Regions from separate parts of the Gossypium hirsutum genome. Here region 2 is linked to region 1. A link is a contact called in public Hi-C data. All regions are on one chromosome and are shown on one strand. Each heading gives the region's core, a stretch centred on a gene start, on an enhancer-like site or on the middle of the called end of the contact. The rest is flanking DNA. Distances are from core to core; before and after follow the strand shown. Region 1 holds the start of LOC107916574. Region 2 holds the start of LOC107888791 (GATA transcription factor 1).

Region 1 (6,922 bases), core at 2,345-4,844:
TGATTTTTTTGGAAATTGAATCATGAGAGCTTGGTTTAGCTAGCTCATGCACCAATTTGATCAATTTTTGAAACTTTTATAAGTTTTCATTCTTGAGAAATTGAATAATTAGGATTGAAATTGATAGAAATTAGGCTTAGATTATGAAAAGGACTAAATTGTAAAGCTTAATTGTTAGCTTTGTACACTAGGGACCAAATTGAATAAAATAAAAATTTGTTATAAATTTGTGGTATAAATAGAAAGCATAAGGTCCCTAATGAAAAAATGTGAAATTAGATTTTAATATGAAGTTTTAAATTGAAAGTTATGCTTGTCTTAAGTTTAGGGACTAAACTGAATAAATTAAAAAATAAGCATGGTTTTTTTATTTGGTTGTGAATTGGTTAAAAATTGATAGTGTCATATGTTTTGTGATTGTACGTAGCTAAGGTCGACGTGGATCCGTCAAGGGGGAAAGGAAAAGCAAAAGTTATTGACGAGTGACTCGGCAATCTTGGTTTGTGCTTTTATAATTCAAGATAGATTTAATTGCTTGCATATACATGTTGATTGCTTGATTGATCATTGAGGTAAGTATATGGAGATAATATAAATTTTTTTAATTGAGTTTGATGTGGGATATTGAAATAAAGGACTAAAATGAAAAATGGCAAGAAATATTTGAATTATGTTATGTGATATGGTAAATGGACAGAAAAATGTTGTATAACATGTAATACTTGTTTCTTGATGATGGATTGAAATATTATTCTGAAACTGGATGTGAAATTATATATATTTATGTATGATTGGGATTGAATTGAAATGATATGTGATAAATGATTACTATGTGATAGAACAGTGTACAGGGTACGAAAATGCATATGTGACTGAACACAGGTTATGAATATACAAATAAGAATGATTACAGGTATGGTAATGCATATATGTAAAATTGATGCCCATGTGAACTTAGTAAAAGGCTAGGATACAATTGGCATGCCAATAGGGTCATATGTGCATTTTGTACGGGATATGTGATTGTACAAAGATCATTACAGATTATATCAGGATCCAGCATTTGATGCCTACAGGTTATGCACTTCGATGCCCTGGTGTGGTGTAGTTTACCCATGTATCCAAGTCCATTTGCTAGGGTTCCATCAGGTGTAACATAATAAATGGAATTGAAAAACTTGAAAATGTAATGAAATAGATTGATAATAGAATGGTATCAAAATCAATTATGTGAATTTCTATGTGAATTAATTTAAACAAGCCATGGAGGTTGAAACAATTTCAAATGAGTTGATAGACTCTAGAAAGAGAATTGAATGATCCTTTAATGGTTTATTGATGTGGGATAGTTATAGGATTAGATGTCATAATGTTAAGAATATAAATATTTGATTTATGATTAGTATTGAATGTTAAAAAAGCTTTAAGATAGGTGTTTGGCATGTAATTAGAATTGATCATTTTTATTGTAATGTTAAATGTATTGGTTTGCCAATTGGTATATGTATACTTTCATATGTTTATGATTATAGAGTTGGTTGGCATTATAGGATATGTATTAGTTAAACATTGATTTTTTTTGCATCATGTCAACTTGTTAATGTTATATCATATTGTCTTGAATCATGAAAGTACCATTGAGCTTTATTGCTCAAGGTATGGTTTGTTTATTCCGTACGCAGGTATAGGTATTTCTCGAAACCCTGAGAGGTGAGCTTGGCATCCAGATTGTAGTTTGACTCTAATAAGTTTTTATAGCCCTTTCCATTTTGTCAATGACATGTACCTAAGGTTACCTTTTTTCAAATTTTAAATGGTCAAAAATGGTTGTATAGTTGTGGATATGTGGAACTGGTTTTGGTCATGCTTAGAAATGGTTTTAATAGTTTGACAATTGTGTTTTGAACATGTTTTGATTATGTTGAATTGTTGATTGAGGCCTTAGGGCCAAATATGATTGAATTGAGTTAGGTTGAAGCATATGAAACTTGGTAGTTAGTGGATTATCATGAAAGTCACGACTTTACATCCTGAATGTCGCGACACCAGGTTATCTCGTTGTAATGTCCCCTTTTTGAGGTCACGATGTCCGTTCTATTTTATTTTAAAATACTTACAAATTGATCCTCAGGTTGGGAAGCTAGGCTACTGTCTTCAAAGTCACCACACCAAGCCTTGGAAGTCGTGACATCCACCTGAGATGTTTTGAAAATTTTTCATTTTAGTCCTCATTCGACCTCAAGATGGTATGAGCTTTCGTAAGCTCATATATGGCCCAAGAATGATTATATATCATGTTTTATGTATATAAAACATGTAGCATATTGATTAATGGTGAAAATTGTATATAGTCGATCGTAGTTGCTCCAGCAATGAATGTGACATTTCGTAGATCAGACCCAACAATCAAGTCATGTATGTGGTGTTACTCCCATCACAAACATCCTTCTCATGCATCCCATAATGATGGTTTGATAGCAAGATCACTACGTTACCACTACCAAACATGGGACCTCCCCTATAAATATTCCACAACACATCAAAGAAAGGGTCGATCCTTAAGTGTTCTAGCCACCTTATTGTCCTCAGTGTACTGCTTTATACTCCCAACCTCCTTGCTCACTTTACTCCTATGGCTCTCCATCCTACCAGGGTGAACCGACCTTCACCATCACTACCACATCCTCCTCCATGTCTCCTTCCTTGTTGATACCTCACATAAAAAGAATAAAGCTTTCATGAAAAACATAGATATATGATTTTGAAGCAATTGATGTTTAAGGGAGAGACGAAGAAGTGAGGAAGATGATAGATGAGAAAGTTGTATATATTATTAAATAATATTATTTATTTTATTTTATTAAAATTTATTTTTTAATTTAATTATAGTAATGTATGTCAAAATATTGGATTAGAAGTAGTAACAGAATCATAATTTAGGTACTACTTTTGACAAAATAAAAAAGGTTTAGATACCTAAGTGAGAAAAAACTGTAATTTAAGGCCCAATTTTCTATTTAAGCCTTTTTTATAGTCCACTAATTATAGTAGTTGTTCAAACATCTCTTACATGTAAAATTAAATAATTTCAACTAAATTCAATTCCAAGTGGCTTTCCAATTAGGAAATTTACTATAGAGGTTCCTATACTAAGAGTTAGATTGCATTTTACTTTTTCTACTCAAAATGGGCAAATTGGTCACCATACATTAGATCAAATAGAAAATTGATCATTTTGTTAAAAATTTCATCTATTTTGTACTGTTAAAAATTGGCCCATTTATGTTAAGTGAGGTATACACGTCGCATGTCATTGTTTGATTATTCTGTTAACCACGTCAATTTTTAACAATACAAATGGATGAAATTTTTAACAAAAAAATTAATTTTCTCTTTAATCTAATATACAATGATTAGTTTATATATTTTGAGTAAAAATGAAAAAATGTAATTTGACTCCTAGTTTAGAAGCTTGCATGATACTTTAATCTAATTTAAAATGGAATTAACTTTTCACACAAAAAAAATGGATTTAACAAAATTGATGGATCACTCCTCCTTAAAGATTCCAAGACCAAACCAATAAACAAAACTGGGCCACAGCCCAAGAACATGAACAAGCTCCCTTTTCGTACAGTTTCAGGACAAGTCTCTCGGCCCTCATCGGTAATCATCATTATCATCAGCCAACTCAAAAGAAAACAAAAAATGAAAAATAAAAACAGCAGCTGAATTTGGAGGAAAATGGGTGACGCTTTGTTTGAGCTTGAGCAGAATCTAAGATCCCGAAAGGTACTTTTCATTTCCTTTTAATTTGATTTCCCCTCATTCTTTTTCCCTTCATATTTGGGTCCCTAAATCGTCGATTATAACCTATACAAGTTGTTTCAGAACTGTTAATTTGTGTATAAGTTGTCTTGTGATACTAACAATTGCTTGTCGCAAAGATATCGACGTTTGCTTAAAGTAAGTCCTTAAAATTGCTTAAAAGTGTGGGTTCTTTTTCTTAGGAACAATTAACCCGACAAGAAGAAAACATTTTTCAAAGGTGTAAGTCCTCGGCGCTTAATCATTTCACGGCTGGTGTAATTGCTGGTGGTGGTCTTGTTTGGGCAGGTATCTGTGTTTTGCGCATTGTTTTTGGTTCTTTGAAATCACATCATATAGGTTTTAATATACCAAGCATAAGCCCAAGCATGATTATGTTTAATTATGTTTCTTGGACTTGAGTGGGAGTATTGAGTATAGGTTTGTGACTGACATGAATATAATCAATTGTTTCTGTCTTTCCGGTTTTGGAGATCCTTGTAGGGTCATCATACCAACGAACCCATGTTTGAAAATGTGCTTGATACCTGTATCAGCATTTTTTTATACAATGCTTGGAAGCACCCATATCCCCTCCCAACCCTTAAATAGGAGGATCACCGTGCTTCATCATGCTCAAATTCATATCCTCTTGTGTTGATAATAATGCCGTTGCCAACCAAGCTAAAACTTAGTCGGCAGATACATGTATCAGATATGAGTACTTAAAAGTATATAAAGAGGAGCAACACAGATTAAAAGACCATGACTTTTGCAATGAATGATGTTTTGTTTAGTATTATTGTTATTGATCTTTGATTTATTGAACTTCAATTTTAGATAAAGCTCGAAATGTTGTTGCATGTATGAACTAGGTTCATAACACTGGGGTCTTTGAATCCTGAAGTTTCTCTTACTGTGGTTCAAGCTTTGAGACTATGAATAACTGAACATTATTAAAAAAGATATGGCAGGTACAATAGGCATTCGTAAAATTCCTTCTTCTTTTAAAAAAAAAAAATTCAAACCAAATTTTCTTTGTAAGCACTATTAGGGGCAATATGCATTTGTCATCGTCCTTTATGGTTAGCTACAACTTTAAATAGATAGCTTGTTTGGCTAAGGATTTTAATTATAATAATTCTATTTTGACAATACAATTACTTTCTCAAGAATGATTTCATGTCCAAGCGTTAAAGAGAAGTTTGGTCAGTAAGTAATTGTCTACAAGTTGGTCTTTTCCAGAATGTTGTCTAGTGATCCTTTGTATTCTTTAATAGATCTTCAATTGGATAGTAAGTTACTTATGAAGGTAACTTCTTTGTTGACTCCATACACTCGCAGTATCTTTTCCCTTTCTTATTCTACTTTGAATATTCTATTTTCACGATTTTCTGATAATTTTTTTTATTCTTTCTGGCAGCAACATGGAAGCTGAATAGGTTACTTCGGGTAAACCTCTCTGGTGGTAATTCTCTCTCTGGCTGATCATGCTCACCACTGACATGTATGAACATGCCAATGCACTCATTACAACTATTATTTTAATGACAATAGATCCTTTACTTTGTGCAGGAGCTGCCATAATACTTGGATTTTGGAAATTTGGGAATTCCCTAGATTCGAGTGTTGACCATATTCTTGCGTTAGACGGAACTCGGATGCAAAGTGAATTAGCAAATATGTACGTAATTATGTATTATTCGCTTTTTCGTTTTGAAATTTTCTAGTTAAAGTAATATGAAAAATAATCATGTTTTAATGGATTCATAGACATATCAGAAATATGGTGACTAGGAATACATGCTCTCTTGGATGCTCTACTAAGTTAACAGGCTTAACTTTCCTCAGATTTATTGTTCATATGTTGCATTTACAGTTGAATATGTCTGTAATTTGCATTCTGAAATGCTGGAGACTTATAAGGTTTGGATTAAAGTATAAATTCTACAAGCATTAAATCAACAAGTAAACTAAATGTCATTTTCTTTGACTGATCATTTTAATGCTTCATAGATTTGGGTGTATATTTCTTTAAGTGAACGAAGAGTTGATTTGAGTAGTTCATTTTCATTGGGTGAAGATGATTTTCTCTTTTGTACTTCTTTTTCGTTTTCAATATGTAGTATGGTTGCTGATGTTCTGGGAGTATCTGCTTATGGTTAATTCACATTTAGTCATTTTAAAAATTTTCTTTTCTTTAGGGGATGAAGGTTTTAAACAAAAATTTTGATACTATCATGTTACTTGGACTAGGGTGTTAGTTTTGGGTACAGGTATGTATTTGGCACGGTTATATTCATTTTTTTTAAAAATGTTTTTCATGTATTTGGAGGGGTCTTGGATGGTCTAATCGCCACATCTATGTCTGGATATGCTTCAGACACGGGTGTTAGATATGGGTACTTCAAGACAATTGAAGAGTTGGAACAATATAGGCTACGAAATTGCATCAGATGGTGACTCAAGTCTTTGCTCTTCATGTTGTTTCATACTTTCTTCAAGTTGCACACACAGTGTCGGATTAAATAAATGCTGATTCAAGTTATGCATCTTTTACTGTACTTTAAAACAGTCAATGATTCCTTCTCTATGTTCTTGCCACTCACTTATATGTCCTATTGGTGCATGTTAATATATTTGTTTACAGTTACTTTTACTAAAGTTTTTTATTCATAAGCTGAATGTCGAATACAGAATAGTGAAGAAATATCGGCATGATCCTTGGAAGATGAGACTTATCTCTAAACATTTCTATTTAGAGGAAGTATTTGATGATTCAACTTCAGGGCCAAATTTAAGGTGGCGTTATCGAAATTTCTTTGGTGATAATGTAGATCAGGATGAAGGCACTCATGGCGATTCTCAGGATGTCTCCCATAAGGCCAGCCCCAGTGATATCCACAATAACTTTGACAGAAAAAAGACAGATTTGAAGTCTGAGCAAGTTCCTGTTAGTGCTCTAAACTTCCTTGGCATTGTGGCATCATTATAACCTTATAATGAAGTTGTACAAGAAGGTGCATTTAGATACATAGAACAGAGACTTTTAAATAGGGTTGTGATCGAACCGAGCAAAGCTCTAGCTGTTAGAACAGCAGGAGCTTGATTTGAG
Region 2 (6,922 bases), core at 1,847-4,346, 330 kb before region 1:
TCAAAATAAAACAATTTGCTTTGTAAAGTAAGGGTGTTTTTTTTGTCGTTTCCCAAGTGACTTGGTACCTAGTTAACTAATGACACCAACTCAATCATAGGTTGTATAATAAGTGTATATCGTTGAAGGGTGGGAATTTGTACCTTCTTTGGTAAAACTTGTGCCAATTAGGCATTGTAACTTAGAGAAGTATTACACCCAAGGTTACTCAACTCTTAGTAAGTTTACACTTTGGTCACTCAATTTCAAAAAGTTACAAATTGTTCATTGAACTATTTAAAAGTTATCATTTAAGTCATTGGGTCATTAAGTTTTTAACGGATGTTTGATGGTCATTAACTCACTATTCATCATAGGGTAAGCTACACTCAAGGTCACTCAAATATTTGTAAGTTTACACTTTGGTTATTCAATTTTAAAAAAGAGCTACAAGTTGGTCACTAAACTATTTGAAAGTTTTATGGTTTTAAGGACCTCTTTCACAATTTTATTCTAGTAATCTTATCATCATCTAGCCTTTTTCCTTGATAAGGAAACACATTGAACCATAGATTTTTCCTCCTTTTTTCAATTTTATGGTTTAATTTTCCTTGAAATGGCCTGAAGCTCTGCTAATTTAAACTTGAAGCTTTAACGAAAAAGCTCCCGGGTCTTTGTCCATTGTCATTAAATGGCTGCCTAACTTGAAATGTTTCTTTTCTCAACGAGGCTTTCTACTTGACCTTTTGGATGGAGCTTCCATTGCTTAGAACTCTCTGACTAACTCTTGACTAAATCTAAAACATGTTAGTGTCCTTTTTTTATATATATATTTTGATTTCTTTTCTCTAATTTTATTTTTTCCCTTTGCTTTTGTAAGTCTTTTTGGGGATTTCTAAAATAATAGACTTTCTTTCTTATCTTCTTTGCTTTTTTTTTTTATTTTCTTTAATTATGATGATAATGATATTGGGTTGCTGGTTTGGGGGTGAGGGTATGTGAATTTCTTGATTGCCAATTTTCTTGAGTTTTGAATGAATGGGAAATGGTGAGTGGATTAAGAATGGAGGGTTGCTAAGTTGGTTGGGTTAGAGGTAAGGCATGGGGTTGACAGAGGCTTTGTTAAGGTTAGGGCTTGAGTTATTGTTGATACTATTTGGATTATCAGGTTGAAGGATAATGATGAAAATATTGAGTGACCATAGTGTAAACTTGTAAACTTACTAATAGTTCAATGATCAACTTATAAATTTTTGAAATTGAGAGAACAAATTGTAAATTTACTAATAGTTAAGTGACCAAATTGTAAATTTACCATCCCTAGATTTTATGCTCATTAGCAACTTAATAGGCCAATGAACAACTTTTAACTTGTGAATAATCTAGTAATCAATTTCTAAAATTTTGAAATTATGTGACCTAAGTGTAAACTTACCAATAGTTGAATGACATTGGATATAGTTTACCCTAATCTTTTTAAGGCTTAATCCACTAATTGGTACCTAAACTATACCTTTTTTCCCATCTTTGTGCCTAAACTCTTTTTTGTTTACAAATGGTATCTAAACTACTTTTTTCCTCCAAGTTGGTACATTTGTTAGTCAAACCGTTAAGTCTACTTTTTTTAAGGGCTTAACCTATAAATTGGTACCTAAACTATGTCTTTTTCTTCTTCTTTTTTTTTTCCATTTTGGTACCTAAATATTTTTTCCCAAGTTGGTATCTTTGTTAGTTCAATTGTTAGTCAATCAAGGTTTTCAGAACCAGATCAATGATTGAACCAATCAGGTCACTAGTTCTTGGTTTAATCAGTTCATTCGATTTCATCAATTAAATTATTAAAAATTCATTAAAAAAACTAGAGAAAATCAATTCAACAAGGTTTTTTTTAGCTCAGTCCAATTGACCTGTATCGATTAGAAAGTTAATCAGTTCAACTCCTAACTCCGAATCAATATTTTTATTGATTCTTAGTTGATCCAATCCAACCAACCAATCTGATCTACTTATGAAAACATTGGTTTTGATCGATGAAAGAAATTTTTCGATCCTGTCAGGGCAAGCAAGTAGGCGATGAAGTTCAAAACAAAATTAATCTTAGTATATTGATTTTAGAATGGTGAATTTTGAGCATTCTTGACATTGCCGGATGTAATAAAGGAACAATTAAGGGGAAAAAACAAAATAAAGAGAGAGATATTAAGTAAAAGAAAATAAAAAAATAAAAGAATTAAAAAATTTATATGATGTGGTAGTCTATTATTGGCAGGAATATTTTTTACGGGTATAACATGTTGATGTAAAATGGGTAGGAATAATAGTTTAGATACTTCTTGTGACCCTAAACAATTTAGGTACCAACTTGAGAAAAATATACTAATTTGTTGGTTAAATATTTTTCTAATGGCTTCACTAACAGTTTAACTAATAGAAATACCAACTTAGGAAAAGAGAAATAATTTAGATATCATTTGTGACTAAAAAGATTAGATACTAAGATGAAAAAAAGGTACAATTAAACTTTTTTTATATAAATATATTTATTACATAAATTTTTTTGCCTAGTCATAATCCAATAATTTGAACTCAACTAATGGATCGATTAACTAAAGTAAGTTCAAGCATGCCCGAAATCAGAGTTGGATTTACAAGTTTACCTGTAGTAAATTTAGCGTGCGGAGTTGAAACTTGTAATGTATAAAAAAGTATAATAATTTGATAATTTATTTTTTTAATTTATTTTTTCATGTTTATGTTATAATAATATTTATTGTATAATAGAAAAACAAGTATTTTTCAAAAACTAGTAATTTTACCCAATTTTCAATAGTCTTTCAAAAAGTTACTTTTTGAAAGGAAAAAGAAAAACTAAAAACAACTGGAAATAAAACATTTAATCTCGTTCACCATAATTACAGTGAACCTTCCTCCATCCACTCCTTGATTACCGTTAACCAGACCCCACTTTCAGATATCCAAATGAAAATCATTCATCAAAGGTTCATCAAACGGTACTGATTTCAAGAAAGGGTAAAAAGACTGTGGGCCATATTTCCAGACAAACATTACTCACCACCATTATTATAATAAGGAAATAAAAATAAAAACAAAAAAGGAAAAAACCCTAAGAAATGACATCCTTTGTTTTCCCACTACAACAATAAAAAAAAAAAAGGAAAAGAAAACATTTCTTCCTCTTCTTCTTCTTGTTTACAACTTTACCTTATCGTTTGAGAAAATGGAAGCTCTTGATATGGCGGCTTGTTTTGAGGACAACTTACTGGACTTTGCTTCCGACGTCGGAGAGGAGGACGAAGACAAAGAACATAACAAGAAATCCTCAACTTCTTCTTCTCTTAACCCTAACAACTCTTGTTTTTCAGTAAGTGTTTTCTTCTTTCATGGATTTTTTATGTTCTTCAAATCAAATTATATTTGCGTTATAAGGTCTCGACGGTTCTAACTTGGCTGAGTTTTCGTCGAACTCGGGGGGCGATTTTCCGAGTTCGGGTTGAAAGTGATCCGGGTCGGGTCAAATCCGAGGGTAATGAATTCAATTACGTTTCTTTCTTTTTTTCTTTTTCTAATTTTCCTATTCTCGAAACGGATGGCTTATAATTAGTGGAAACTGATTCTCGCATTCCTATTGGACCCGATATTTTCATTCGGACAAGTTTATCCATCAAGTTTATTCGCGCTATTAAATGGACAAGACCGCGTAATATGGACATAATGTTGAGGGTATTTTTGGTATATGAAATAATTCAAAAGGGAGATATCAATTATTTATCTTAGCAATAAATTTCCAGCGAGACTTCCGTTTTCGCTTTCCCCAGAAAAAAAAGAAGAAGAAGGAATTGATACGAGCACTCCATTATTATTTTTAATATCCTTCCAATACGAAAAGTCGGTTTTGTCCAACTTTCGAACATTCTCTTTTACTTGTCGGACGTGGATTTTGCTAGACCTACTTTTGTCTTTTTCTTTCCAACTAAAGTACCCCATGATGATAAGTAAAAGGAAAAAAAGGGGAAAGAGGTTAACAAATTTGAACTCGTCCGAGTCGACTGAGTTAACCAGCTGAGTCAACTTTTTATTACCATTTGCAGGAATTTGCAGAGGAAGAACTAGAATGGTTATCAAACAAGGATGCATTTCCAGCCGTGGAAACGTCATTCGTCGATGTTTTAGGGACAGCGACAAAGCACCAGAGCTCGCTAACCTTAGCCAATGGAAACGTTGTAATGTATTGTTTTGGCAACGTTAAGATCCCCGTAAAAGCGAGGTCCAAGCGTCTCCGCAAATGCAGGGACCTGAGGGACCACGAAAAAAATTGGCGGGTTCATAAGAATGTGAAGACTTCGAATGCCACCGCAAAGGGAAATCGTTGGAGGACTATGGGAAGGAAATGCCAGCATTGTGGTGCAGATAAGACACCGCAGTGGAGGGCAGGGCCACTTGGGCCTAAAACACTTTGCAATGCTTGTGGAGTGAGGTATAAGTCGGGGCGTTTGGTGCCTGAGTATCGTCCAGCAAGTAGCCCTACGTTTTCCAGTAGGTTGCATTCGAATTCCCATAGGAAGATATTAGAGATGAGGAGGCATAAGCAGTTGGGGTTTCCTTCAATGAAGCCTATGGATAAACGGTAGTGTTCTGGTGTGCTGAGCACTGCCATTTTTTTCTCCCTTGTCTCTCTCCATCTCTTTTAAAATTTTGGGTTTTTGTTTTGTTTTATTTTTTAAAAATTTAAGTTAGTGTAGTTACTTTAGGAGTAAATTAGGAATTTGGTTGTAATGGGTTTAGATTGGATTAGTGAAAGTTACTTTTTTTTTTTTTTTTTGCTTTGATCGAGTTGAAAATCCATTTGGGAAATTTTGACTTTAGTGTGTTTTGGTTGGTTGAATGATGTTTTTCTAAATACTAGGAAAAAAAAAAGAATAGTCTGTAATTGTTTTGCTCTAACTCTTGAATCGTTTTTCTTTTTTGTCTTGGTCAAAATGTGGACTGCAACTCAAGAATGAGGGTTTTGCTAATTTCTGTATTTGGGTTGTAATGAGTTCATGTTTGATTATTTTCAGCTGACTTGTTTGTTTGGATAGTGAGAAAGTTGCCATTTGTGAGCTAGCCTCCAAGGTTATAACACAATTTAGTTTAAGTTCTTATTTCCATGAATGTATCAAATACGCTAAAAGCATTGTAAACTCTAATCTGGAGAATCTTATGTCCGTAATCCTATATATTTTTTCATGCATCGATTTTTCTTTTAGGACGTTGGTTAAATGTGTAAATATCGACAGATTTTTAGTGCATAAATCATCAATTCGGTAGATTTCAAGAGAGTTCATGGCTGGATTAGATCCCTGAATTACTTTATTTATGTTATGCTCATTGATTTGGTTTTGTTTTAATGTTGGCCTGGTAATAATTGCATATGTCAGCAAGCAAATTGTCATCTTGGGAAAACATCAAGTAATTTATTTTTTTTGCATGCAAAGAATTTCTAGATAGAGAGACATATGGATGTAAGAAATAATGTCCTTAGTTGCAGAGATGAGATTTTGTCAATGTATGTGTTTTGAATGCTTGTATCTGCTTCCCTCCTGTCCCCCCCTTTTTACCGATCAAAAGAGAATGAATGTGGTTATAATGAAGCTATCGTGCCACAAATGCGATGAAACTTGGTGTTTGGCAAAGAGCATTGAACTCTAGAAGTTAAGATGTTAGTGTTGAATGTTATCGGTTTGTTGTCTTCATCAATTGAAGCAGATTTTTTACGAATAAGACTTATGAAACATGTGAGAGTTGCAACCTAAGATGTAGCTAGGGAAGGCTTAATCTCTTTCGTAAGTCAAATAAGGTTGATTGAAGTTTTAACTTTGTTTTTGAGGCTTTATATCTGTCAATTATTGATGTCAAGTTATAATGATTTATTTTCTACATGTATGGACTTGTTTTGCGCAAGAAATCATGTCTACATATTGCTCAACTTTTGAAAATCATATGGAGTGGAGCAGTGAAAATATTTAATGTGTTTGTGTCATGGTTCAGCTCGTGAGCAACGCACCCAAGGGTGCGGAGTGGACCACCCCAAGTGCAAATGAAGGCTCCCAACTGTGTATGACAACCACCAAGGGTGTTGATGGTGGCCACCAAAGGTTCAGGGAGGCCCTTTTTAAGTGCAACATGCTTGAAAAGCTGCACATGCAAGAAGAATAGGTCTAGGGGTTCTAGAACGTCCGGGAAGAATTTAGAAATTTGAAGAGATAGGAACTTATTTGAACTAGGTAGGACTTTTCGGAAGGTCTAGAATACTCTTTAAGATTGTATAGAAATGTACAAAGTTGTATAGAATGTTTTAGACATGTGAGCTTGATAGTCTTTTGAATTCAATTGTGACCGTTGAATCAAAAGGGCTTAGCCTATATAAAAGGATACACCTTTCCCTCATTTGTTTTAAGTTAATTTATTGAGTAATAACATTTTTGCGTTCTCCCTAACTCTCTTGTGCTTGTCTATGCCTAGAGGCATGTTAAGTGTCTAAGAAAGGATTGAAGGTTGATTTAGTCATTGTTGGCGTAAGACTCTTGTCTAAGGTGGTGTGTTAGCGAAGCTAGAGTTTCGAATCATGTCAAGTGGTATCAAATCTAGTGGTGTGCTCTTTGTGTGTGTGAAAAGGCAAATGATTTCAACAAGATAAATGAACAATAAGGGTGCATGGTTGAAACCCGAAGAGTTACACAAAGCAAGAAAGGAAACCTAGTGATAAAAGAGTAGATCCACGTAGTCCAAAAATTAATTTGAAGTTGTTTCGAAGGCGAAGAAACAATATGAATTGGAAGTTCTAGACTGAATCTTATGGTTTGTGCAGGAAGCAATGGTGTTTTAAGCTTGAAAATAACAAAGAAAAAGCAAGAAATTAATATCAATAATCGAAGTAACGAGA

What was found. A called contact is a pair of places that touch in the nucleus more often than the background predicts.
Region 2: a Hi-C map of leaf shows a contact between it and region 1, with 1.7 times the contacts expected there. The contact joins the promoter of LOC107888791 here to the promoter of LOC107916574 in region 1. A contact is called at or near these places in 2 of 34 Hi-C or Micro-C datasets (hypocotyl and leaf).

The regions. Positions count from the first base shown.
Region 1 is chrA09:48,957,481-48,964,402 of Gossypium_hirsutum_v2.1, reverse strand. It overlaps LOC107916574, which reads left to right and starts at 3,594. Exons shown (of 6, transcript XM_016845851.2): 1 at 3,594-3,792; 2 at 4,011-4,116; 3 at 5,231-5,275; 4 at 5,383-5,491; 5 at 6,505-6,760. The coding sequence starts at 3,745.
Region 2 is chrA09:49,282,038-49,288,959 of Gossypium_hirsutum_v2.1, reverse strand. It overlaps LOC107888791 (GATA transcription factor 1), which reads left to right and starts at 3,096. Exons shown (of 3, transcript XM_016813008.2): 1 at 3,096-3,361; 2 at 4,089-4,624; 3 at 6,028-6,469. The coding sequence starts at 3,218. The coding sequence ends at 6,034.